Linked DNA regions of Macaca mulatta: region 2 is linked to region 1. The links are chromatin contacts, called in public Hi-C maps. All regions are on one chromosome and are shown on one strand. Each heading gives the region's core, a stretch centred on a gene start, on an enhancer-like site or on the middle of the called end of the contact. The rest is flanking DNA. Distances are from core to core; before and after follow the strand shown. Region 1 has its middle 16 kb from the start of CNGA2. Region 2 holds the start of GABRQ (gamma-aminobutyric acid type A receptor subunit theta).

Region 1 (7,128 bases), core at 1,639-4,138:
ATGGAGCTAATGTCAGCCTACTTAAAATTGACATAAATAAAATTATTATAAAAATAATTGTTCCAGTGTCACATGAAAGTAGTACACAGGTGATTGTATACATATAGCCAAATACCTACTCGATGCCACCATGCTATTTGAAAAGTAACACCACCATAACTCACCCCTTGGAGTTTCCTAGAGAACCTGCTCATCTTCCCATGTTGGTAATGGCACGTCTGTCCTTCTAGTTGCTCAGGCCAAAGCCCCTGATGTAAGCCTGGATCCCTCGCTTTTCTTCATCCACTGCATCCAATAAGCTAGAAAATATCCACTGCATCCAATAAGCCAGAAAATACCCTGTCTGCATAACTTTTCAAAGTCCAGTCAGAATCCATGCACCTCTCTCACCTCCGCCACTCCTGCCCTCGTGCAGGGCTCTCTCCTGGATGACTACAGTCGCCTCTAGACTGGTGTCTCTGTTTCCACCTTTGCTCCTTCCACTCCAACCCACTCCCCATCTAGCCAGCAGAGTAGTCAAAAGCAGTGAGCACCCTCCACAATCTTCTTGTTCATTGGTTTCCTTGTTTATTGCTTGTTTCCCCAGTTAGAATGTCAGCTCCCTAAGATAGACCTTTGTGCTGGCCCCCACTGCATCTGCAGCACCTAGAGCAGCTACTGGTACCTCAGTGTTCTGTACACGCCCAATACTGGGAACTTCTTAGGGGCTGGCTTCCTCCTTTGTCTCTAATGGACTAAACCCCGTATCCTCAGCTGCTTCTCTCTGCCCATCCTCATAGCCCTACAGGTTTTACTCACACAAAACTCCTTGGTATTCCATAACCCAACTGGAGCTGTCCCACGAGGAACTCGGCTTACACCTACTTCTATCCCTACATCTGTCTGCAACATTCCCCTAATCCTTCAAAGTCACCTCTAATGTCACCTCCCTCCCAAAGCCTTCTTTGATCCCCTACAAACAAGTGTGACTCCAGCTATCATCTGTATTTGTGGCTTTCCCCCTCCCTTGCTCCCGGAGGATGGGGCTGTGTGAGATTCATACTGCCCTCCTATAGCCAAAGCTACTTGCAGGAGGGTATGTGTGTGGAGGAGGAGAGTGGGTGTGGACTTGGTTCCCAGAGGGCTCTGCTAAGGTAGAGCTTCCCAGTTGAACAGGGAGCTGAGGTAGGCAGGCATGGGGTACCAGCTGGCCCCAGCAGGAGGAGTACTGTGCTATACTGGCTATGGGTTCAGTGGCAGGTCACCTTCCCCCTGGCAGGGACTGAGCTGCCAAGAACTAAGTGATTTTGCTTCTCTCCGAGGCAGACATTTCCCTGGAAGGACAATCTAGCCCTGATTCAGGGCCTGACACCAAGCCAGCTACAGTTAGCCTGACGGGGAGGGTGATGAAGATGCTTTTCTAGATAAAATGTTTGCTAAGCCCAGGTCAAAAAGGGACTCAATGCTGTGGCTCAGACCAAGGCCATGCTTAGGGAGGGCCCGTAGGAACACTGGCCTAGGAGCCCTGTAACCTAAGCTTGGTCCTGTTCCACTCCCATTTTCTGGGGACTTGGACAATTCTATTCCTGGAAATCTGGAACATAGCACAGTAGGGTAGATGGGGGGAAGAGGACAGTATGCAATAGAGCCTCTTTCCTTGGCTCCCCTAGGCTTGAGGAAGACCCTGCTCTTTCCCAGTGCTGCCAGCCTAACTGCATATTCACATGCCTCAAACTGGGCAGTGCTAAGGGGGCCTCAGCAAGCTGCTGTCTTGTCTTCTATGGACAGATTTGTCCCTGGAACCTGATATTTGCCCAGGGTCTTGAAAGATGTAGAAGAGCTGGATGGGCAAGCAGGATGAGATGTGAGGTCCCACAAGCCAAATGAGCAAGAGTGTTGAAGAGCAAGACCAATGGCCCCAGTCTGTGGCCAGGAGGGGGTTCAGTGGAGCATGAACCTAACTCTCTCCTGGGCTCTACAGATCCTGGAGTTAACGTGATCTCAGTGGTTGAACTGAAAAAATTTCTTTCCCTTTTGGGCTCAGTTTCCCACTTATTTTAAGAAAGGAAGTTTGCAGGCCCTTTGCAGCCCTCCTGGGGACAGTCAGAGGATAGATTTGTCTTACCTCAGCTCCTACCCTTGTATCACTCAAGTTTGTCTAAGTTCAAACTTCCAGTCAGGCCTTTGGAGTTGCCAGTTTCTATGGATCAATGTTTTTAATTAGATGGGTTTTCTTGTTTCTCCTTTATTGAATCGGGTAAGCAAATTAAATTGAGCAATTTGTTGTTAGGTCATTTAAATACCAATTGGGTTTCATAGCCTGGGTTTGTGCCATATCCAAGTCCCTCCAACTTCTTCCCGAAGTGGTGGAATCAGAGACCAGCTGGAGGAGTAGGCATACCTGGGAACCATAGGTGTGGCTCTCTGGCTCTTAAGGGTCTGAGTCCCTGCGGCATAGACCCACTCTCTTTGTTGGTCTAGAATGGCAAGGTGGATGGTCACAGGGGCTCGGAACTCAAGCTGGATGGGAACAGTACTGAGATAATAATCAGGAGTTCCTAGGGTTGCCTGTGGACAAGGCACTTCCTTGAACCTGTAGCCTCTGTTTTGTTATCTATATACTTGGTAAGGTCTCTGGAGACCCTTCTGTTCTGGCATTCTGTTGCACTCTGACTCTGGGAAGGTGGAATCTATTCCACCAAGATATAACTTGTTTGTCTGGTGCTGGAGGGGACACAGCTTTTGGGATCCGAGTCTTGGAAGGCTGACCCAAGTGGGCTGGGCAAGAGGCCTGGGTTGGGCAGCAGCCTGGGCCAGGTCTGGGCAGCACCCAGCTGACCAAGCTAAGGCTGCCTCAGGCTCCAGACAGCTCGCCCTGCTGCTGTTCCACCTCCGGCCATAAAGAATGGTGGGGACGCTCTTGCACCGCGATTTGAGCGCGCAGCTGGGCTTGCCAAGCCCTTTCTCAATCTCCCCGTAGCGGGAGTTTTTTTGCACGACCTGTACTCTAGGAGTGGGAGCGCCCCAAGATCCTCCGGTGAAAGAATTTGAGCAGGGCAGCTGCAGGCACAGGGCATGGCAGGAGGAAGCTCTTCAGCGCCTGCCCCAGATCTCCTCATCTCCACATCTCCCTTGGAGCCTTTGCCCTCACCCTTTCTTCTCAATGGCCACATTTGCCAGTGACACAGTGCCACCCTGCAGGGTTTTTGTTGGCAACCCATTCCATTTCTTGCCCAAAGAAAGGGAGGAGGGGTGCAGCTGTAGGCCATTCACCTCTGGGACCTGTTCTGAGAGAGGGTAAGGTTGGGACTGCTAGGCCATCTTCCTAGCTCCTGGAGACACAAGAGTGATGAGGCAGGTCTGTAGACAGGCTGCCCAAACCTGTTGAATTCAAGGAGGTAGTGACAAGATGTGACAGGCGAACAGGGACAATGGCCAGAGGGCTCCAGCAGGGGCTGGGGACAGGTATTCAGGGCATCGGGCTTGGTAAATAACATTAACAAGGCAGCAACCTGAGCAGGCAAATTGGGAATGCAGACAGAGCTCCGTGACTGTGCTGGCTGTCTGCCTGTGAGTCACCTCTGTGGATCGATTTAATTGCTGAGCACTTGGATATGCAATGTGCTTAGAGAGGCTGAGTTGGAGTCCCCGCCTCAAAACCAGTGCAACAATTCGGATGTACCACCAGTGGCCCAAGAGTATTGCCTCCTCAGGCCAGGCCCCGAAGCCTTAGCTCATGTCTCTCCCCCTTTCTGTCTCTTTTGTAAGCACTGGGTCCCTCAGGTTTCAAGGTGAAACAAACTTTTCTATAGCCACCCTGATTTGGGGGGTCTCTAGAGATCTCCCCAGCCCCACTCAATCAAATCACCTCTTGTTGCTTGATTACATTGTCTCTGTTCAGTGCCTGACCCAGAGTAGATGCCAACAAATATTTTTTGAAAGAATGAGAAAACCAGTGTATTTCTTGTTTTTTTCAGGTGCTTGGTGTTTTCTATTATGCCTATGAAATAAAAATACAGCCCTTTAGGAAACAATGTTGTGTCCAGCATGTCCATAGTATAGCAGTCATTTCAGAGAATAGACCAGTTTTGTGCAGATGTGGATTGAGGGGTAGGTGGGGGAGTAAAGAATCTGAGAAACAGGAACTCTGTCAGCAAACAGAGTCCCAGGAATGCATCTCATTTTACAGGCACGGTCTTGTTCTTCCTTTTCTGTTCTGACCATGTGGAACAGAAAACAGTTTTCCTTGGCTCAAAGACAAGGCAGGCGAGGCAGTGACTGTGTTCAAACGTGCCGAGAGCTAACTGTACCTGTTATGGAACAGTTTCAGGTACTGTGTACAGAAAGGAGTGGAGTGTGCAGTTCAAAATACTGGCTGCTATGGTCATGCCAGCCCAAAGTTGCTCCTGAACCTCAAAGTGATAGCACCCCCAGACTGAGCCACTGTGGGCCAGAAACCCAGGTTTCTGGTAGGTTGTTTACCCAATTGTAGAGATAACATCATAGCCAGATGGGGTAAGTCCTGATTGGTGATATTTGAGGATTTTGAGATGAAGCTAGCTAAAACTTGATTTTTCTATTTTCAAATCTTGTCATGTATTGAATCATTTTTGAATGGCATGAAAATCTTATTTATTAGTTAATATCTGTCCATTATTTTAAGAGTAGTTTTCATAACCAGTGACCATCACTAGATCCAGGAAGTACTTTGAATTAGTGGCCCTACAAAGCCACAGCTTAGAGTTGGAAGCAGCTTTTCTCTACTACTCAAAGGGGTGGTGACTGTACTGAGTGGCCAGCTGTGAGATTACTGCCCTACACACTCTTGGGTTCTACCTGGCTTCCACTCTGGGGATTCAACCTAGACCTGGGGCTTGGCCCAGACCTCCGCCTCCCCCATTGTGGGATTGAGGGGTGTGGAGGTGAGGTAAGGCTGCAGCCTGCTCTGAATGGAGAAAAGAATAAGAAAGGAATGAGGGAGGGAGAAAAAGAAGGCAAGAAGAAAGGAAAGAGGAAAGATGAAAGGAAGGGAGGAAATGAGGGAGGAAGAGAAGAAGAAGAGAGGGGGGGAGACATCTGGGACCCTATCCTGGCAACTCATGGCGGCAGAGTGATGACAGGTAGAAAAGCTTAGCTGACTCTCATGCCAGGCAAACACACAGAGCTTGATGTTCAGCTTTGCTGGGTGGCAGGGCTCACTTGGAGGGAGCATGAAAGGGTCACTGGTGGAGTGGAAGGGGTCTTGGCAGATCATGAGCTGGCTCCCCTATGCCGGGGAAATGCCACAAGGACTCTTGAGAGACAAGCGGCAGGCCATTGTCATGTTCCTTTTGAAATGGGTCTTCCCAGGCTTGGATTTGGTCACCCCTCACAATGGGGTCACAGATGCCATCTGCAGTGGCATTCCTTGCCTTTACCTTTCTTTGCTCCCTTTCCAGCTCCTTTCTTTTTGTGCTTCTCTCTCCTCTCTTTGCTCTCCTGCTCCTCTTCCTTCTGCCCCTCCTCCTTCCTTGCTTCTTTCTCCCTCTGTGGCTCTCTCAGCTACTTTCCCTCCTCCTCGCCCTTTCTTCTGTTCCTCCTTTTGCCTCTGAGACCACTCTTCCCTCCTCTCCCCATTTTGCCTCCCCTTTTCTCCTCCCTGCTTAATCTTCCCCTCTAAAGCTCGCTTTTTCCTTCCCTCATGTCATTCTTTGTCCCCTCCCCAGGCACTTTTTTCTCTGCCCTCCCAAATCCTCCCATCCTCCTCTGCTCTGTCTTTCAGGATGGCTCAGCCATCTTTTCCTGCTGCCCCCCTCTCTCCTCCCCGTGGCTTTGTCTTTTCCAGCAGCCTAGTTCCTGCTTCTGCCTTGCCTCTCATCATCCCTCTTCCCTTCTCACAGTTCTTGCTCCAGCTGATCCTCCAAGCCCCTTCTCCTCCCTTTCCTTCTCAGTATCTCTCCTCCCTATGTCTCAGGCTTCTAGCCCACCCTTCTCCCTCCCAGCTCCCAGCATTCCAAGCAGCAGACTCCTGGGACCAGCCTCTGGATCTAGTGGTACATGGAGCGGGAGAAAGGAAGACAATAGAAGGATATGGCTTTGACAGACTTTGCACTGAGCTGAAGACATTGGACCCAGAAAAGCCACCAATCCTCCCCAGTCATATTCCCAGGCCCAGGGCAGCTCCTAGGGATGTTACACACAGATCATCATTTCTGCCATTGCACCAAAGCCTGCTAGAGGATGCTGGCAATGGCTTTCTGGGGACTAGCAGAATCTCAAGGGAGTGGAGATGGTGGTGGCTGCACAAACACTGTCTCAAGTGTCCCATTGTACAGCTGGGGACTCTGAGCCCTACATTCAGAAAGTCAAAGAACAGGGATCATAAGTCAAAGGTAAGAATAACAGAACGAGATTCTTTGCCTGTGGAGTCTGCACACATGTATCAGAGATGTGGGAACACATGTGTATTTGTGTGTTAAGTGACTTTCTTAGCATGGTTCACACCCATGTCCACACACCCCACACTCACTGCCACTCCTCAACCTTGTGGTACAAGTGGAAAGTGAATTTGTGCTATTTCTGAAAGACAAATTTAATATTCAGGGAAGTACAAGCTCCAGGAGATTTATGTTGGAGTCCTGAATGGGAGTGATATTGGGCAAGACTAGGCCACAGTGTCCCCATTTTCAACAGAGGACTGGACTAAATGGTCTCCAAGGGTCTTCTAGCTGTGGTGATTTTGGCTCACCACAGGCCCATTTTGCTCCAGACACTATACATATGTGGTTTCCTTTAAGCCTGGCATTAAGTCAACAAGCTAGATTTCTCCATTTGTACATGCAACAGCCAAGGCACAGGGAGCTTAACGAATGGGCCCTAGATTCCCAGTAAATAAGTGAAAGATCTGGGATTGGAACATGGGTCTGCTTGGCTTCAGACCTCCTTCATCCTGTGCATCAAGGCAATTTCTGACAGAGTTGGTCCAGGGATCTGGGACTCAGGGCTCTTGTTAGGCAGCAGCAGTTTGACCAGTGGAAAGGCAAATCAGATAGGGACAAAGCTGCTCAAGGGAGATGGTTGGAGCTGTTTTTCTTCTGTCCCTGCTACAAGCTGGGGAGTAGGGAGCCTTCACCCAAGATAGCATGTGTTTAATCACTGTTTCAATGATAG
Region 2 (7,128 bases), core at 1,876-4,375, 900 kb after region 1:
GCATATTTTTGAAAAATTATTGTACAAATGATTCTAAGCCCAAAATGATAATACCTTCCAGTAGAGAGTCTTTTCATTTGCTGGGAGTATTTTCAAATGCCTGAGGATACTACTTGTCCAAGGCCATTTTAACCCAAGATCATGGCTTTAGGTTCCTTGGACTGCCCACATGATGAGTATCTAGGTTTACAAGACCACACAAGGGCTGGTTACTTATGGGTCGCCATTAACCCAAAGGGGTAGCCACTCAAGGTTTCAGCTGAGAATGACAAGAATGCTAATCAAATCCCCTACTTCCTTGGACCTTGAGCTTTCACTTTTTTCCTTATGATGCCACCAAAACTGCAGCTCAATTTCATAACTCTCTTCCAGATTCAGTAGAAGCCATCAGGACAAAAGAGGATTCTAGTGCTGGGCTTTCCTCCCTGGGTTCTTGTCTTCTTCTGGATTTTAGCCTCAGTATCTCTCAGTTCTTTATAACAATTATTTCTTTCTACATTCAGCCAGTTTGTTTCATTGTCCTCACTGGAACAGTTAGTTCAAGCTACCTAGCTGGCTATTATCAGAAGGATATGTGCGCTCTTCTTGCCCCCAGTCCCTCTTCCTCCCAGTGTTTCCTTCAGTGCCAAGGTGCCACTCTGATTGTGTCATTCCCTTGCACAAATCCTTCAAAAGATTACTGTTGACTCTAAAATAAAATACAATTTTTTATTTTGGAAAATTAGGACTCAGATACTTTCTCTTGCCTCATTCATTACACAAGAATTTATTGTGCACTGAGTGTGTGTTGCTTACAAAGTCAAGTTCTACCTAATTTCTCACCTCTTACCTATTTCACCTGTTTTCTTACCTCCAAACTTACTCTACCCTCCAGCCAAACTGGAATATACACTGTCGTGGGCAGAGCTGGGTCAGAACACAGATGGGCTAACTTCCAGATGAGTATTCTTTGCCCTACACCATTATCCTATATTCAGGCTTAAGCTTATTCAATCTAGATCTTTATGGATATTATAATAAATTAACCAGACAAACGCTTAATAAGTACAAATTATAATGGCATTTTTGTATTTCTTGTTGCATTTTGCCTATCCTTTTCTTGTGAGTCAGAAATTTCAATGAAGCATTACCTCTAGGGAGACCCGAAGTAGGGGAGGGCCTTCTGGGATGTAAGTTCTGGAAGAGAATTCATCGTTGCCATCAACTTTTTGTCGATCTCCATAGTCACAAGGGTATCTAAGAACAAAATTTCAGGCTTCAGGCTTCAGGCTTGTTTCCTCTGACAAGTGAGGGACCAAACCAATTGCCTGTGGAATTTGATTCCTCAGTGCTGGGAACATCCCACATTCAAACAAATCTACTCCCACCTGCTGGTGGTTGCTTGAACTTCCAGTCAAAGCTGACTTAGACTGAAAATGCACTCTTCTCGAAGTAAGCAAACCTGGAAATACGGATTCTAGTTTTGGCCTCCGCTACTGTGTGACATTGGGCCAATCCCTTTTTCTTCTTTGGGCTTCAGTTTCCCTACATTACAACCAAGGTGGTTGTACAAAATGCCCCGGAATGGCCCTAACATTTTTGGCAAACAAGGATTTTCTCTACAACGACATCTGTGTGACCAGAGGTCATGGGGCAGGACTGATAGCAGTAGGGGTGGGTTTAATCTGCTCTTATATGTGATCCTGACAAATGGGTCCCACCATCCTTTTTCTTACTGCAATGGACAGGGAAAGAGGGGAGATGGGAAAGAAAGGTGAAGGCAGGAAACTATGAGCGACATTTTTAATAAAAGTACGGTTCTAAAATGATTTTAAATGGGGAGTGGTAAAAGAGTTAAACGCTCAGCTGTGCAAAATCGCTTGGCCTACCAGGTTAAGTCATGCTTTGCTGGGCACAAGCAATCTCAACTCATTTCATCAAATACTGAGGGGGAAAAAACGGGGAGATGTTTTGTTTCTCAGTGAATGTTCAGTTAACCAAAAGTAAACCTGAAATCCATTTTGATTGCAACTCTTCTCAATGGTATGATGTGGGAGGTGGCATGCTGGTGAACATGGCAGCTCTATTTGTTGATTACCCATTTGACCTATGGGCTCTGGTGAGGTCACTTTCTAAGCTTTCTGAACTTGCTTTGTCATGGGATAGGAAGGACATAGGAAATTGGGTGGAGGCATTTCTTATCCTCCACGATTTTTCTGTCCCAGAGGGGCAGTGTCTGAGGTAGTGGAAAGAATAAGAGCCCTCTAGTCAAGATGCCAGGCTTTTCCATATGATGGAGTCAGAACGCAGGAACATGAGCATACCCTGGTCTCCAGTGCCTAACTCCCTTGAACACCCCCAAACACTGACCTTGGCCTTCTTTTCCCCTTCTCGTGTCAGCCCTGAACTATCATTCTGCATCCCCTAGCTGATGAGACACGACCACATCTCAGAGAGACCCCAGTTGGTGAGCCCTTCCAGTTCCCTGAGTCGTTTTCCTGAGTACCCAAAGTTGGGGTGAAGAGCACTCGAGGAAATTTAAGTCTTAAGCAACTCTTGGGCTCCTGTAGCCCAATGTCCGTTCTGATGGAGGAGCATTCCTATGTGGCCGGAGCCCTGTAACAAAACCCATTAGGATCCCCCTTGACCTCACTCAGAAGCAAGGCACGCGGGGTTACTGGAGGCTCAAGGGTACTGAGTGACCAGTCGTTGGGTACTTCCTGATCCCCCAAATTGTCCAAGTCTTTCAGAATGCAGATTCAGCCATGGCAGTCAAATTACCATACTCCCTTCACCATAAAATACAACTCTCGCGCACAGGCTCTTTCTTCCAAGAAAAACACACATTTCACATTTTGCAGAGAAGAGAGAGGACCCAGTGCCCCTTGAGGCGGATTCCCCGCCCAACCCCCCGAGGAGCCAGCCCTCCTCCCCCTCCCCCAGCCCGGCCCCGCCCTGTCTGTGTCTGGAGATGGCCGGGGAAAGACTGCAGAAGCCTGAAGGGGCGGGGGCCGGGAGGCGCGCAAGCTGCGGGCGGAGGCAGGAGCGCGCGCCTTTTTGTGCGGCTCCTAGCACCTGTCCGATTGGCTGGGTCTGCGCCGCCGTCGGAGTGGGCGGAGCCAGCAGCGAGCTGGGATCTGTGCCCAGTCGCAGCCAGGAGTGGCAGCAGACGGAGCGCACCTCGCAGCTGCCGGGCGCGCCCTGGGGGGAGCTGCGTCCGGCAGAGCTGCTGGGTGGTTGCTTTTCCCGGGCTCTCACCTCCGGTATCCGGGCCTACCCCCGCAACCCCTACTTCCCTTGCCCTCGCTGCTCTCTCCTTAGAGGCGACTCTGGGGAAGGGCCAGCAATCCCGCCTTCCCCGGCCCCAGTAGTGATCCACTCCCCACCCCACCTCTGTCGCTTTTCGAGGCCCCATCTCCCGCGCCTTTAGGCGCCCAGAACGCCCCAGCCATGGGCATCCGAGGCATGCTGCGAGCCGCAGTGATCCTGCTGCTCATCAGGACCTGGCTCGCGGAGGGCAACTACCCCAGTCCCATCCCGAAATTCCACTTCGAGTTCTCCTCCGCTGTGCCCGAAGTCGTCCTGAACCTCTTCAACTGGTAAGCGGGCACCGCCAGGCTAGGCATGGCGGGGACGGGAATGGAGACGGGCAGATAACCTCTGGCCTCTTGGACGGAGCGGGCTGGAGGGGACTTGGACCCGGGCTCGCTGAGCCCTGGCGCCCGGGCCCCTGCCTATTGGCCCCTAGAAGGGGTGAGGTGGGAGTGGGGTGTTGAAATGGAGCCCTGTGCTTCCGCCCACCTGTTACTGCGGAGCTTGACTGAGCCCTGCGTGTGCCCAAACCGCAGCCCGAGGGGTGGGGGCGGGAGTTGCCCTCGTCCCAGGATCTGCCCATCCATCCCCAAGGATTTAAGGTTCCCGGCAGCTTTCCCCAGCTTTGGCACCTGTGGGATTGGGGAGGAGGGCACAGGATGATGGGCAATTCACAAAACATAGACAGGAGAGACACCTGTTTGAGTCTACATTTTAGTACATTCCCTGAGGCGCCCGCGCGTGCATGCATGTGTTGAGGGGGTGAAGGACTCTTTCCAATGCGGCAGATAGAAATGATTAACTCAAACCCATCGGAGCCCAGACAGTGCGATCGTGTCTGAATAACCACGAATCGTGTGGTCTGGGATGGGTATGCTTTTGTACTTAGTCGTGTGAAAATATTTGAAGATTCCGGTTTTTTTCTCATTTTGATTTCAAGTTTGTTTGGATGTGCGAATATCTGAAGCCTTTACATGTAAATCACACAGAAATGTGTATTTGGGGTGGCCACAGATCCTGAGCTTTGGCACATGGGTAATGTGTGCTTGGAAACAGGTGGGAATGCATTGCTTTAATTTGGGAATAATTCATGTACACATTTTGGAATGTTGCAAAATGAAATTTTTGATTAAAGATGATTAGGAGTAATTTTTAACAATGTTTAAATGGCAAGCCAGAAATTAACATGTACTCATAAAAGGCGGGGGGGGGGTGGTGTTAGTTTGGCAAGGTTCCAGCAAACAGCCCTGCAGTGCCCTCAACCCAACATACCATACTGCGCCAGTGAACATGCACACATGCGCGCGCGCACGCGCGCACACACACACACACACACACACACACACACACACATTTGCAGGGGCTGACGTTCCCTGGGCAATGCGTCAAAGATTCGAAGAGTCACAGTGATGCCGGGGCCTGTTCTGATTCACAAGCCCTGTTGGGGAAGGAGCCCTGTTGAAGGTCTAGGTGAATAGGGTGAGCATGTCAGAGATCTCTGGAAAGGTCAGCTCTCCGCAGAGCTGGGGTGGGTCCACTTACCTATGCTCACCCAAGACACCTCCAGGGTGGAAGCACATGCTTAGCAAGAGAGATACCTGCTCCCAGAATAGATGTCTTTCCGAGGAGAGCTCTGAGCCCCAAGAATCTGAAATGGTTTGGTTGGATGAGGGTCATAAATCTCAGCTACACCAGCAAGGCTCTCTCTGTGTGTCTTATGCCATATGCCAAGTCTGGAAAACAGAGGTGTATAGAAACAAGGTTGACATAAAAGTGACTAAAAAATGCCCAGCCCTAGCCCAGGTAAGGGAAAATGTGACTTTGAGCTCATCTTACGAGGGCACTGAGAGTGAAAGATGACTTTTCCTGGGGCAAGCAGGTGCCCCTGGAGGGAGGACCCCCACCAACCTAGAAAACAGCGCCCAGGCTGATTGCAAGATGGGGCTCTTGAGGGGGCTGAGGTAATGCATTTTTCTGAGGGCTTTCATCTGCCCACTCTTCTTCGTCTCCCCTTCTCCTACCACCTCCTCTCTTCAACCCCCACAAGTCCTGCCTGGTAACAGGGATCCAGTCTCTGAGCCCCACCCTCTGGATTAAAGCTGGGAAGATAGGGGGGAAGAGGAGTCTGCGTCACCACTGCGCTTCTGGCTGACTCACCATGGGGAGGGAGGGGAGCAGGGAGAGAGAGTGTGTACACATATGACTGGACATGTCTGCGTATGTGCTGGAGAAGAGAAGGCCCTAGCAAGGCAACCACTGGCAAGTCGGCCCCAAATCGACCAGCATTTACTTATGACTTCTCTGTTTCAGCAAAAATTGTGCAAATGAAGCTGTGGTTCAAAAGATTTTGGACAGGGTGCTGTCGAGATACGATGTCCGCCTGAGACCGAATTTTGGAGGTAAGCCATATCCAGACACAAGAGAACTTGGGTTAGGTGTCCTAAAGCAGAGACACAGCAAGCCAGCCCTGCCCTGTAAGCTGACCAGTGGTACCCGGTGGGCTCTACACCTGTGCCTCTCCAGATCCCACCTTCCTGACTCTGCAGAGACCAGCAAGGAAGCACCCCCAGGCCTTCTGCACCCTGTAATATCTCTCACTTCTCTGCCTTCAGATACATGAGGGCCTTCTACCTCCTCCACACTCCCCTTACAATGGTGTGGCTGGCAAAGAGCGAAGCACAGAAATGGGTGTACAGGATGCAGCGTGCCGTGTTTCTCAGGCTAGAGTTTTCTGCTCCAGCTCCTGGGAGGACACATATTCTTCTACTTGAGCACATTCTTCACACCCTGGGCACTTGTCCCATTCAGCCAGTTCAAAACTGAGAGCATGGTCTTTTCTGTCTAGTGTACTTAACTCACCCAGGCACTGGACACTTCCACCTCAGCTCCCTCATTCCCAGTCTATTCAAGACACCGCAGTCAGTGTGGTCTTTATAAACCCAGATAGATCACCTCAGGAACTTTTAATGGTTTTATCTAACTACCAAATAAAATCCAAACTCCTCAGCCTACTACTCAGATCTCTGGTGCTGAAATTAAAACTGACAAAGAAACTGACACACAACCCCCCAGGAAAATCATACATCAGTTCCTCCCCCATTTTCGTAATTAGCCTCCCATTTAAAAAGGGCGACTAGCCTGGACCACACAACTTTAAGCGACAGGCAACCTACCCTGACCCCGCATAGCAACGGCAGCATTCCGTAGCCCAGGGGACACGTAGAAAACCTAGATCAAGGACAAACAAAAGAAATGGTCCATTAAAAAGAGGTTAGTTACATTCCAGCTCAAAGGAAGCTCCCACTCTAAAGGGTTAATGAAAGCTAATGATATGCATTTATGCATATGAATAGAGGTCTTCCAAATACACTCTGTCTCCACCCTAAGAAAACACAGCTGAGAGGATTCGGCCCTTGGGTAGACCAGTTTGGCCTGGGGAGCGCCACCGGGAAAACCAAGGTGGTAGCCCTGGGCCCTCAGCTTTGGAGGTGGGACCCTGAACTGGTGCTTCCCCCTTTGCTCCCTTGCTCCCTCCAGAGTCTGAGAGCAGAAGGCACAGCCCGAGGGATTAAAGCTGAGAGCATACTGGGAAGCTAGGATAGAAAGGCCAGAAGGCAGGCTCTTTCATTGCAAAAACAGCAGCGTGTCTTCTGGGTGGGTCCCCGAGGGATAAAGGTCTGGCCATATGGGAATCCAAGTGTTAGAGTACAGGCAGCACGTCCTTGTATGGCAGCGACTTTGGGATCTTTTGGATTAGTTGCACCAAGCACCAATGGGTGACATGGGAATAGCTACTTCGTTTTTTTGTCTTGCCTTTCTCACGTTTCTCAGCAGAGA

The links. Hi-C and Micro-C count contacts between places; a contact is called where the count stands out from the background.
Region 2: a contact with region 1 is called in a Hi-C map of fetal cortex germinal zone, with 4 times the contacts expected there. The contact joins the promoter of GABRQ here to the enhancer-like site in region 1. A contact is called at or near these places in 4 of 14 Hi-C or Micro-C datasets (blood, fetal cortex germinal zone, fetal cortical plate and 1 more).

The regions. Positions count from the first base shown.
Region 1 is chrX:157,987,778-157,994,905 of T2T-MMU8v2.0, forward strand. No RefSeq gene overlaps it. Among named protein-coding and RNA genes, the nearest start is that of CNGA2, 16 kb to the left of the region's middle. Within about 2 kb of position 2,889, at least 2 of the 40 cell types and tissues checked have an H3K27ac peak or open chromatin away from gene starts, as enhancers often do. A contact at or near this core is called in fetal cortex germinal zone, where this site is marked.
Region 2 is chrX:158,888,506-158,895,633 of T2T-MMU8v2.0, forward strand. It overlaps GABRQ (gamma-aminobutyric acid type A receptor subunit theta), which reads left to right and starts at 3,126. Exons shown (of 9, transcript XM_001093973.4): 1 at 3,126-3,578; 2 at 5,602-5,690. The coding sequence starts at 3,430.